Linked DNA regions of Mus musculus: regions 2 and 3 are each linked to region 1. Evidence: chromatin contacts called from public HiChIP or PLAC-seq and promoter capture Hi-C data. All regions are on one chromosome and are shown on one strand. Each heading gives the region's core, a stretch centred on a gene start, on an enhancer-like site or on the middle of the called end of the contact. The rest is flanking DNA. Distances are from core to core; before and after follow the strand shown.

Region 1 (2,700 bases), core at 3-2,502:
TGACATACATTAGATTTAAAGTGCATCATGGATTTGTTATTTGAGATCACTTCAAGAAAGACAAATTAGATCTCAGGGGAAAGGGTTTCTTCCCCTCATGTCCGGCTTTTCATGACGTCCTGGGACATCATTTTAAAGATCAGGTCTCTCACTAGTCAGAAAACACAATGTAGGCTAGTTCGGCTAGCCGCTGAGCCCCAGGGATCTGTCTGCCTCTACAACTCAGTGCTGGCTTGAAGAATGAATATAAGAACTTTTAATACAACTATTGATAAAGCCAAATTGTCTATAGACATAAAGAGGTGTTTTCCTGAGTCAGGTTCAGAAACCTACAGAAGGAAACAGGCAACGTCTTGGTCTTTACCCCGGCTTTGGAGGGGTAAAGAGGTGCAATGCCTCCAACCAGGGCCAGCTGTACTAGCCCAAGAACTTGAGCATGCATGCCCATTAAGTAGCTTCGAGTTCCCTTATCTACATAACTGAACGTTTATCTCTCACTGTAGATGTTACAGAGGCAGATTCTGAAAGTAACCCAGCGCTAAGCGAGAGGCACGTACGCACTCATTTAGGGGATTTGTCGGCTTTGCCCGACACATACGGCTGCTGGCACAGGAGTTTAATTAATAGTTCTTGAATTAAGAAATTAAAACTAAAGCCGGGCGTGGTAGCGCACGCCTTTAATCCCAGCACTCGGGAGGCAGAGGCAGGCGGATTTCTGAGTTCGAGGCCAGCCTGGTGAGTTCCAGGACAGCCAGGGCTACACAGAGAAACCATGTCTCGAAAAAAACCAACAACAACAAAAAATTAAAACTAAAGAAAATACGCAGGGAAAAGAGCCGCTCTGTGAACCGCTGTAGTGCCCTCTGCGCGGGAGAAATTAATGGCTCGGTCCGGTCTGGGTGGTGGCCGCGGAGTCGCGGGCAAGAAGGGGGCTGTGAGCCGGGAGAGCCACGCCGCCCTGCGCAGCCAGCGCGCGGTCAGTCCCAGGCCCGCCCAGGCGCGCTCCGCCCCCGGGGGTGGGCCCAGGCGCGCCCCGCCCCAGGGGGCGGTCCCAGGATTCTGCGCACGTGGGGGCGGGGCCTGGCGCTCCGGGCCGGGGGCGGAGCCGGGCCGGGCACACCGGGCCGGTTGGGGGCTCCGCTCCTCGGCGAGAGCAACCGGAGCCCCGGCCACGAAGGGGTGCGACCCCCCCACTGGCCCCGCCCTCCCGGCCGAAGCCCGGCCAATCAGAGCTGTTTTTACTGGCGAGTGGGCCGAGCCGGCCCAGCTGCTCTGAGGCTCTGGCATGGTAACGTCCCCGCGCGGGGGTGGAGAGGCCCGGGGCTGTCTCACAGCGCCCCCTGCGGCCCGGGCTCGAGCCGGGGAGGCGGGAGGGCCGCCGGGGCACCCGGGACCCTGAGGGAGGGCGAGGGGACCGAGGGGTGAGGAAAAGAAGCCCTGTAGGTAGGTGGGGGCGGGGAGTGAGGGTAGAAGGGGCGGGGAGGCCATTATGGTGCATGGCGGGGGGCGGGGGGGCGGGTGCGACCGGGGGCTGAGGGGACGGAGAGCCTAGGCGCTGTGTGAGGAGGAGGAAGGGATGAAGTGAACGGTGGGTCTGTGGAGAAAGGTCGGGGGCGAAGGGAGGGCAGGCGATGGAAACCAGTTGCCAATCCTAGGCTATTTGGCGTGGCCCGTGCCCCTCCCCCAGACCCAGGCTTGTGCCTTTTGGAAGCCCCAGGTGCCCCTTTGGACCTTAGGGGACACCCTTCCTTACCCATCCGTTCTCAAAACCTGTCTCCCGAGGTTAGGAGGGACTTCTGAGGAAAGAGATGCTCCTGGTTTCCACCTCAGAACCGGAGTAGTCCAAGAAACGGAGGAGCAGAGGCCCCTGGGTCCCAACCCTGGCTCTGCCTTCAGACAGACTGTGGTAACTCTGTGTGACCTTGGGCAAGTCACTACCTTTCTCTGGGCCTTGAATTTCCCATTGACTTTTAAAAAGGAAAATGGGCAGTATGATAAACGGACTCTCCATCCGTTGCAGAAGGGGGCGGGATTTGAGGAGGGAATTCAGGCGAAGGGGTTCTAGGATGCGTCAAGCAGGAGGATGTTGGAGTGGAGACCTTCAGCTTGACTGGGGAAAATTTCTCGGGATTTACGGATAAGAGATTTAAAGCTTGCAAGGCTGGGTCCTGGCAGGCCTGGGCCTTGGGAATCCCGTTGGAGAAATGGGAGAACTCTATAAATAGAGGAAGTTGAACCCTGGAAGTTCAAAAACGATGAGAACCAGAAGTAACAACATTCTGTTTCTTCGGGAGAGTGAAGAGGTGATGGAGGATCAGAAGCAAAATGTTGTATTCTAGAAAGATCTCTAGGCTCTTTGTGGGGAGCAGAAGAAATGCTAGGGCTTACACACCAGAGTAGAGGCTAGGAAGTAGGTGGGGGAGGGGCTGGACCTATTTGGGCTCTGCAGGTCAGTGGAGACAACAGGGTGCTAGAGCTCAGCTGTTCTTTGCAGCGCTCTGCATTGAACCTAGGGCCTTGTTAATGCCGGCAAGAACTGTAGTGCTGAACTACTCTGCCAACCCCGTTTCTTTTTGATGATGGCTGCCTCTCTTTGAGAAATATGCCTCTTAGCCTTCATTTTCTTACAGTTCCTTTGGTGAATAAGTCAGTCCAGGCCTACCTAGGATCACCTGGTTGTCTCAGAATCTCAGGATTGGG
Region 2 (2,700 bases), core at 67-2,566, 71 kb before region 1:
AACCCGGCTCGGCTAGCCGAGTTCTGCAGATGACGCTTTCAACAACAGCCTCGCCCTGGCTTAAAGTGAGCTTTAAAATATTCCTCTGTTTAGCGGGATGCTATCTAACTCCTGGAAAGAAGGTTGCTGCGAGGACTGGAGGGGTTACTCTTTAGCCCTGACCCATCAGGAGTCGGGAACCATATCTGCGGACATTTCAGGCTCGCCTGGGAGCTGGATTTCAGGGTGCAGCAGACTGGGAGGGGGGGACTTCCTCCCTTTCTTCCCAAAGCTCCTGTTCATTTAAATACAGGTGCCTTGAGCTTGGGCTTTACTAGCTGCTGACGGGTAGTTGGAGCAGGGTATACTCCTCTTTCCGACGCTGGTGGCAGTGGGTGTGTCTCCTGCAGGGGAGCAGTGCTGAGCTCCGGCTTCTTCCATTGGAGAGCAAATTGCAGTTTTGGCCCCGGCGGCTTCTCTGGGCGCGGGCGGCAGCCGCGCTCACTGGCAAATCGTAGGAGGGAGGAGGAGCGGCGCTGGCAGGAGAGGCCGCGGGGACGGTCGCGGCGCGCGGGGACAGGGACAGGAGACGGCCGTCCGCCCCTGCTTTCCGCCTCCTCGCTGGAGGTGCGGGCTCCGGGGAGAATCGAACTCCGCGACTAAAGGGGGGGGGGGGCTAGCCAAGCACACACAGGGTTCCTGGACCAGCCTCTGACCCTCCCGCGGCGACAGAAACTTGAGGAAATGCGTGGGGCGAGCGGAGGGCTTGGAGTTCACTTTCCCAATGCGCCCTCTGCGCTCCGGGGTCTCGCCCAAGGCATCTGGACCTCACTCTAGCCTCAGGTTTCCTCAGCTCCTGCTTCCACTTTTCAGGGGAGCCGAGCCGCATCCGGGAAAGGCTTGACTGAACCCGGGGGGAAAAACAGGTTCAGAAGCCTCCCTTTTAGAGAACTCTGCATAGTCAGCGCTCCCCGGGGGCCCCAAACCTTCAACTACTGGACGTTCCCCGCCACCTAGTCGCCAGTTCCCGTTCTCATGACATTATTCTCGTTCCGAAACACATCTACAACACACTCACACACGCTCACGCCCCCAAGCCTTCCTCTGATCCCTCTGCAGGAGAGAGAAGCCCGAGGCTGTCAGGCTGAGCCCACCCGGCCCGGGTTCTCGCCTTAGGGAGTCTGGCAGCGCTAGGGGGCGGCAGCCTTCCCTGCCCCCACCAAGGTCCCAGGGGAGGGGGATCCCTCCGCAGGAGGCCTGTCTCTTTAAGGAGGCGGCCCTGACTGGGTGTGCCCCGTCTCCATGGTTACCCCGGTGCAGGCGGCGGTGCGGGAGGTAGGCTGCCGCTTCTCCCCGACAGACGGAGGGAGCTGCGGGGACCCGGCGCTGAGCCGAGCCCAAGCGGGAGCCACCCCGCTTGCAGAAACAGGAGCCGCGGGCGGACCAAAGGTGCAGAGTGCGCGGTGGCCGCGGGGCCTGCAGCCCGGAATCCGTGGGCGGCGAGGGGTCGCGCGCGCGCCATGCGCCCAGCCCCGACGGTGCGGACGCCCCCTTGTGCGCCGGCAGCTGCTGGGGCCTGCGAGCCTGGGCCGGGCATAGCCCCCCGACGGCTACTCTAGGGGGCGCGGGGCCCGGCGGGGGGCGGCCGAGCCAGGCGCCCTCCCCCGGCGCTGAGTCCCCGCGCCCCGGAGGGATGGGGCGGGCGGCCCCCGCCGCCTAAGATGCCGGCCATGCGGGGGCTCCTGGCGCCGCAGAACACCTTCCTGGACACCATCGCCACCCGCTTCGACGGGACGCGTGAGTCAGGCCCTAGCTCCCTAGCTTCCGGGCAGTAATCCACTGTCGGAACTGCCACCTGCTGCTTGGTGCCCACCAGCCATCCCCTTCCTCACCCCTCTTGAAGCTAGGGCCATTCTCTCCTTCCAGTAAGTGAAGGTTTCCCGGAGGTTTTCAGGGTCAATACTGTAAGATGTCCCTAGGTGCGGGACCGGGATGAGTCAATCTGATCCAGCCTGTCTTATCCTCAGACCTGGCGCGGTTGCAAAGGCCGAGTCGGGTGAAGCGCGGAACCAGTCCTGGTGGACAGCGCAGAGGGCTCACAGAGCCCAGATTTAGAAATAAGATTTGCAAAGGAAGGTAGAGTAGGCGGGATTCAGCAGAGAACTGTGTCTGCAAGCGTATCGCACAGTCTAAACCCGTCGCTTGGAATGCCCACCCGGCCCCAAAGAAGCTGAGCTCCTCTGAGCTCGGGAGACTCACATCCGGACTGGGGAAGTTTGGAAAAGGCAACTTGAGCTTCCAGATTCTGAGTTCCTCTGGCTCTGAACACAGGGAAGTCGTGAAAACAGGGTCCCTCCCCCTCTCGCTCCAGTGGGGCTTCCCAGTTCTGACAAGCGTTCTCCCTCCTGTTGTAGACAGCCTGTAGGAACTCATCACAGAGCTCCCCCACCCCCCAGGCTTCTCCATCTGCTTTGGGCTTGAAGCCTGCTGATTCAGCACCCCTCACTCCCCAATACATTCTTGGCTCCAGGCTCTGTTGTTCAACCACTATCCACACACCGCCATTCTTGATGGCGTTCAATAGTCCCTGAGCCAGGGTGTGCAGCGAACGGGGCATCGGATGCATGGTGGCCTGCTTCCCAGACCAAGCGGTTCTCCGTGGGAGGAGCCACACAGCCAGCCTAGTTATCTAGTTAAGGGATGAACCTGGCAGAAGCCGAG
Region 3 (2,700 bases), core at 141-2,640, 89 kb before region 1:
TCACATGCCGCCCTGTGCGCAGCGTTCAGACAGGCTTGGGCTTCAGGGTGAGAGGCTGTCTCAGGACAGCCTTGCTGGGTATCAGTTCCTAGGCTGGTGGTGAAGTGTCTCGGCTTATTTGTCTGACAGCTCCCAGCTTGGCTTCCTAGGGAGGACTTTTTTATTTTTTATTTTTTTAATCTGTTCTTTACCATATCTGTAGAAACAGGTGCTTTTTTAAAAAGAAGAGTATAAGAGCTTGAATATCTATCATCAGTTGATGTACTAATTGGGTGTGTGTGTAGAGTGGACGGCCGAATGAGACATGAACAGCAGGTTAACAGTGGCTCTGGTAAAGAGAAGATGGTGTGTCTTATAGACTCGGTTTGAGGGAGGGAGAGGTCTGTGCTCTACATAAAGAGACAGTGTTTGGACTATGCAATGGAAGTTGTTAGTGGTTCTCTGACCAGAGACAACAAAGTCAGAAGTGGGGGATGGGGGTGGGGGGGTATGCTTTTGCTTTTAATTTTGTATCTGTTTGTTCTTGGTGAAATTTGTGTCAAATGTTATACATATTTCTGTCTTCATATGTATACTTCTTGAGAACAGACTGGGGGGTGTTAGGAAGAGGAGAGAGAAATGGGAGATGATTTTATAAGTCCTGTAATTCATACGTGTTTGTCTTTTAACTACCTTCAGAGACCCCTCAGCTGGAAGCTGAGCCTCTGGTATCTTCAGTTTCTGCGTGAGTGGGCAGGCAGCTAGGCCCTTGACTGTCGGGACACACTCTGAGGCAGGTACTCACTGCACCTCTAACTGCAGCATAAACGTGACACTCCTTTTTCTTCCACAGTGGAAATCTTGCTCAGCCGGCAGAAGAAAGCGGAGCTTCTAAAGAAGATGACAGATGTGGCCGTTCGCATGTCAGAGGAGCAGTTGGTTGAACTCAGGGCTGATATCAAGGTGAAACTCCCTTCTTCTTTCATTGACTCTCTGGACCAGCCAGCACAGCAAATCTCCAGGAGTCATGGCTTCACCTAACATCCTAAACCCATGGGCTGCCCTTCTGAGCTTGACCCCTTACCAGACTTTTCTTTTAAATGGTTCTGTCATCTATCCAGTTGTTCTGGTAGGAAATCTTAGGAAATGTCTGCGTTTCTCGAATTAAGTCTGTCAGGAAACTCTGCCCATCCTTGAACTTGCTGTTGAATCTTGTTTTCGTTTCCATTCCACCATAAAGATCTTCAGCACCGTCACCTGCTGCTTAGCCTTCTGTGGTAGGCTTGGTTGAGTCTTTCCAGTTGTCCTGATCGTCCCTTCTTCAAACCTGCTCACACTTTAGGATGAACACTGTAATCCTTACACTGACTGCTGGGCTCGCCCTTGTGCCACCCCAGGCTCCTTTTGTGTTCTTCCTCTAGTCATGTTAACGAGCCATTTGCAGACACTTGCTGGCCCTCCCATTTAAAGAACTCTACGCTTGTTTCCCATCTGCCCCGAGCCAGTGTTGGGCTCCCCTCTTCCCGACTCCTGTCATGTCCTCTGTATTGGGCTTTCATGGCAAGTTAGAGTTTTAGGTGGCAAATCTGTCTGGCTCACTAGACTGTGATCAGTACTAAGTAGTCCGTGGCACACTAGCTTAGAACACATGCTTTTAACAGTTTGCTCAAATCTTGTTTTATAGAGAAATGTTAACAATTTAAGATCTTTACTGTATTTTAATCTCCTCATAAACACGTCTGAAGTTTAGCATTCATACCTTTATTGTTTGTCTAAGGCCTTTCTCACTGTGTAGCCCAAACGAGCCTCAACTTTCAGACACTCTTGCCTGCGCCTCCTGAGTGTAAGGATTACGAATGTGAGCACCATGCTTGCCTGGTATCTTTTAACTTTTATAAATTATAATATTTGGAGCCCTGGAGAGCTGGCTCACAGGTTGAGAGCACTGATTGCTTTTCCAGTACCCACGTGGCAGTTAACAACCATCTGTAATTCCAATTTCAGAGTAACTGATGCTTTCTTCTGGCCTCATAGTCTACATGTACATGCATGCAGTCAGAACCCTCATATACATAAAATAAAAATAAATAAACTTTGGGGGGGAGTGTGTTGGGCGGGGAGGGAGACGTGTGTAAGGCTCTGTGGTTAAGAACGCTTGCTGCTTTGCCGAGGAGCCGGCTTCAATTCTCAGCACTCACACGGTGGCTCACAACTATCTATGGCTTCAGTTCCAGGGCCTCTAACACCCTCTTCTGTCCAAGGCCCCCTAGGGCACCAGCCACACATGAAGTTTACATACATAGACTCAAGCAATTACTTGTTACACATAAAGGAAAGTACATGAATTGCTTAAAAAAAAAAAAAAAAAAAAAAAAAAAGGTATTTCTGAGAATAAGTGTGTGAGCCCCAGACGCTGGATTGTTGTCGGTTCCCGTGGAGAGTGTGCTCTAAGTCATTTATAAACAGGAAGCTTTCGGGGCCAGGAGAGGGGGCTTTCTATTCCTCAGCCTTTCACCGCCGCTGTTTCCAAACATGGGCTTTGCTCCCATGTTTGAGGGGAATGCTTCCCGTGCAGGCCTGGGACAGGCATGGGGTAAGGTAAGCTAGGCCCTCCCGGGTCCGGGTTCACACAGACCCGCCCTCCTCCCCTGAGAACTGATTGGTGTGTGAGAGCCGGCAGGTGTAAAGTGTCAGTGACGTTCCTGCTCCCCGACAGTCCAT

What was found. Promoter capture Hi-C pulls out the DNA fragments that hold promoters and counts their contacts. HiChIP or PLAC-seq counts read pairs in DNA pulled down with a chosen protein or histone mark.
Region 2: an H3K4me3 HiChIP or PLAC-seq map of stem cell-derived neural progenitor cells shows a contact between it and region 1, with 3 times the contacts expected there. The contact joins the promoter of Kcnh3 here to the promoter of Prpf40b in region 1. A contact is called at or near these places in 4 of 39 promoter capture datasets (the C10 cell line, the HPC-7 cell line, macrophages and 1 more), 6 of 484 Hi-C or Micro-C datasets (the N1E-115 cell line, embryonic stem cells and nephron progenitors), 3 of 115 datasets of contacts at active chromatin or transcription factors (embryonic stem cells and stem cell-derived neural progenitor cells) and 4 of 9 other capture datasets (adipose tissue, liver, macrophages and 1 more).
Region 3: a contact with region 1 is called in a promoter capture Hi-C map of embryonic stem cells, with 2.0 times the contacts expected there. The contact joins the enhancer-like site here to the promoter of Prpf40b in region 1. A contact is called at or near these places in 16 of 39 promoter capture datasets (the 3T3-L1 cell line, 3T3-L1-derived adipocytes, the C10 cell line and 10 more), 3 of 484 Hi-C or Micro-C datasets (the N1E-115 cell line and embryonic stem cells), 1 of 115 datasets of contacts at active chromatin or transcription factors (embryonic stem cells) and 3 of 9 other capture datasets (adipose tissue, liver and pancreatic islet).

What each region holds. Positions count from the first base shown.
Region 1 is chr15:99,293,986-99,296,685 of GRCm38.p6, forward strand. Prpf40b (pre-mRNA processing factor 40B) reads left to right here and starts at 1,253. Exons shown (of 26, transcript NM_001370635.1): 1 at 1,253-1,443. It also overlaps a transcript of Fam186b not described here.
Region 2 is chr15:99,223,276-99,225,975 of GRCm38.p6, forward strand. Kcnh3 (potassium voltage-gated channel, subfamily H (eag-related), member 3) reads left to right here and starts at 1,317. Exons shown (of 15, transcript NM_010601.4): 1 at 1,317-1,776. The coding sequence starts at 1,701. Gm46538 (a long non-coding RNA gene) reads right to left here and starts at 2,598. Exons shown (of 3, transcript XR_001781769.2): 1 at 1,872-2,598.
Region 3 is chr15:99,204,766-99,207,465 of GRCm38.p6, forward strand. Spats2 (spermatogenesis associated, serine-rich 2) reads left to right here. Exons shown (of 13, transcript NM_139140.1): 10 at 833-942. Among named protein-coding and RNA genes, the nearest start is that of Kcnh3, 18 kb to the right of the region's middle. Within about 2 kb of position 1,391, at least 11 of the 459 cell types and tissues checked have an H3K27ac peak or open chromatin away from gene starts, as enhancers often do. A contact at or near this core is called in embryonic stem cells, where this site is marked.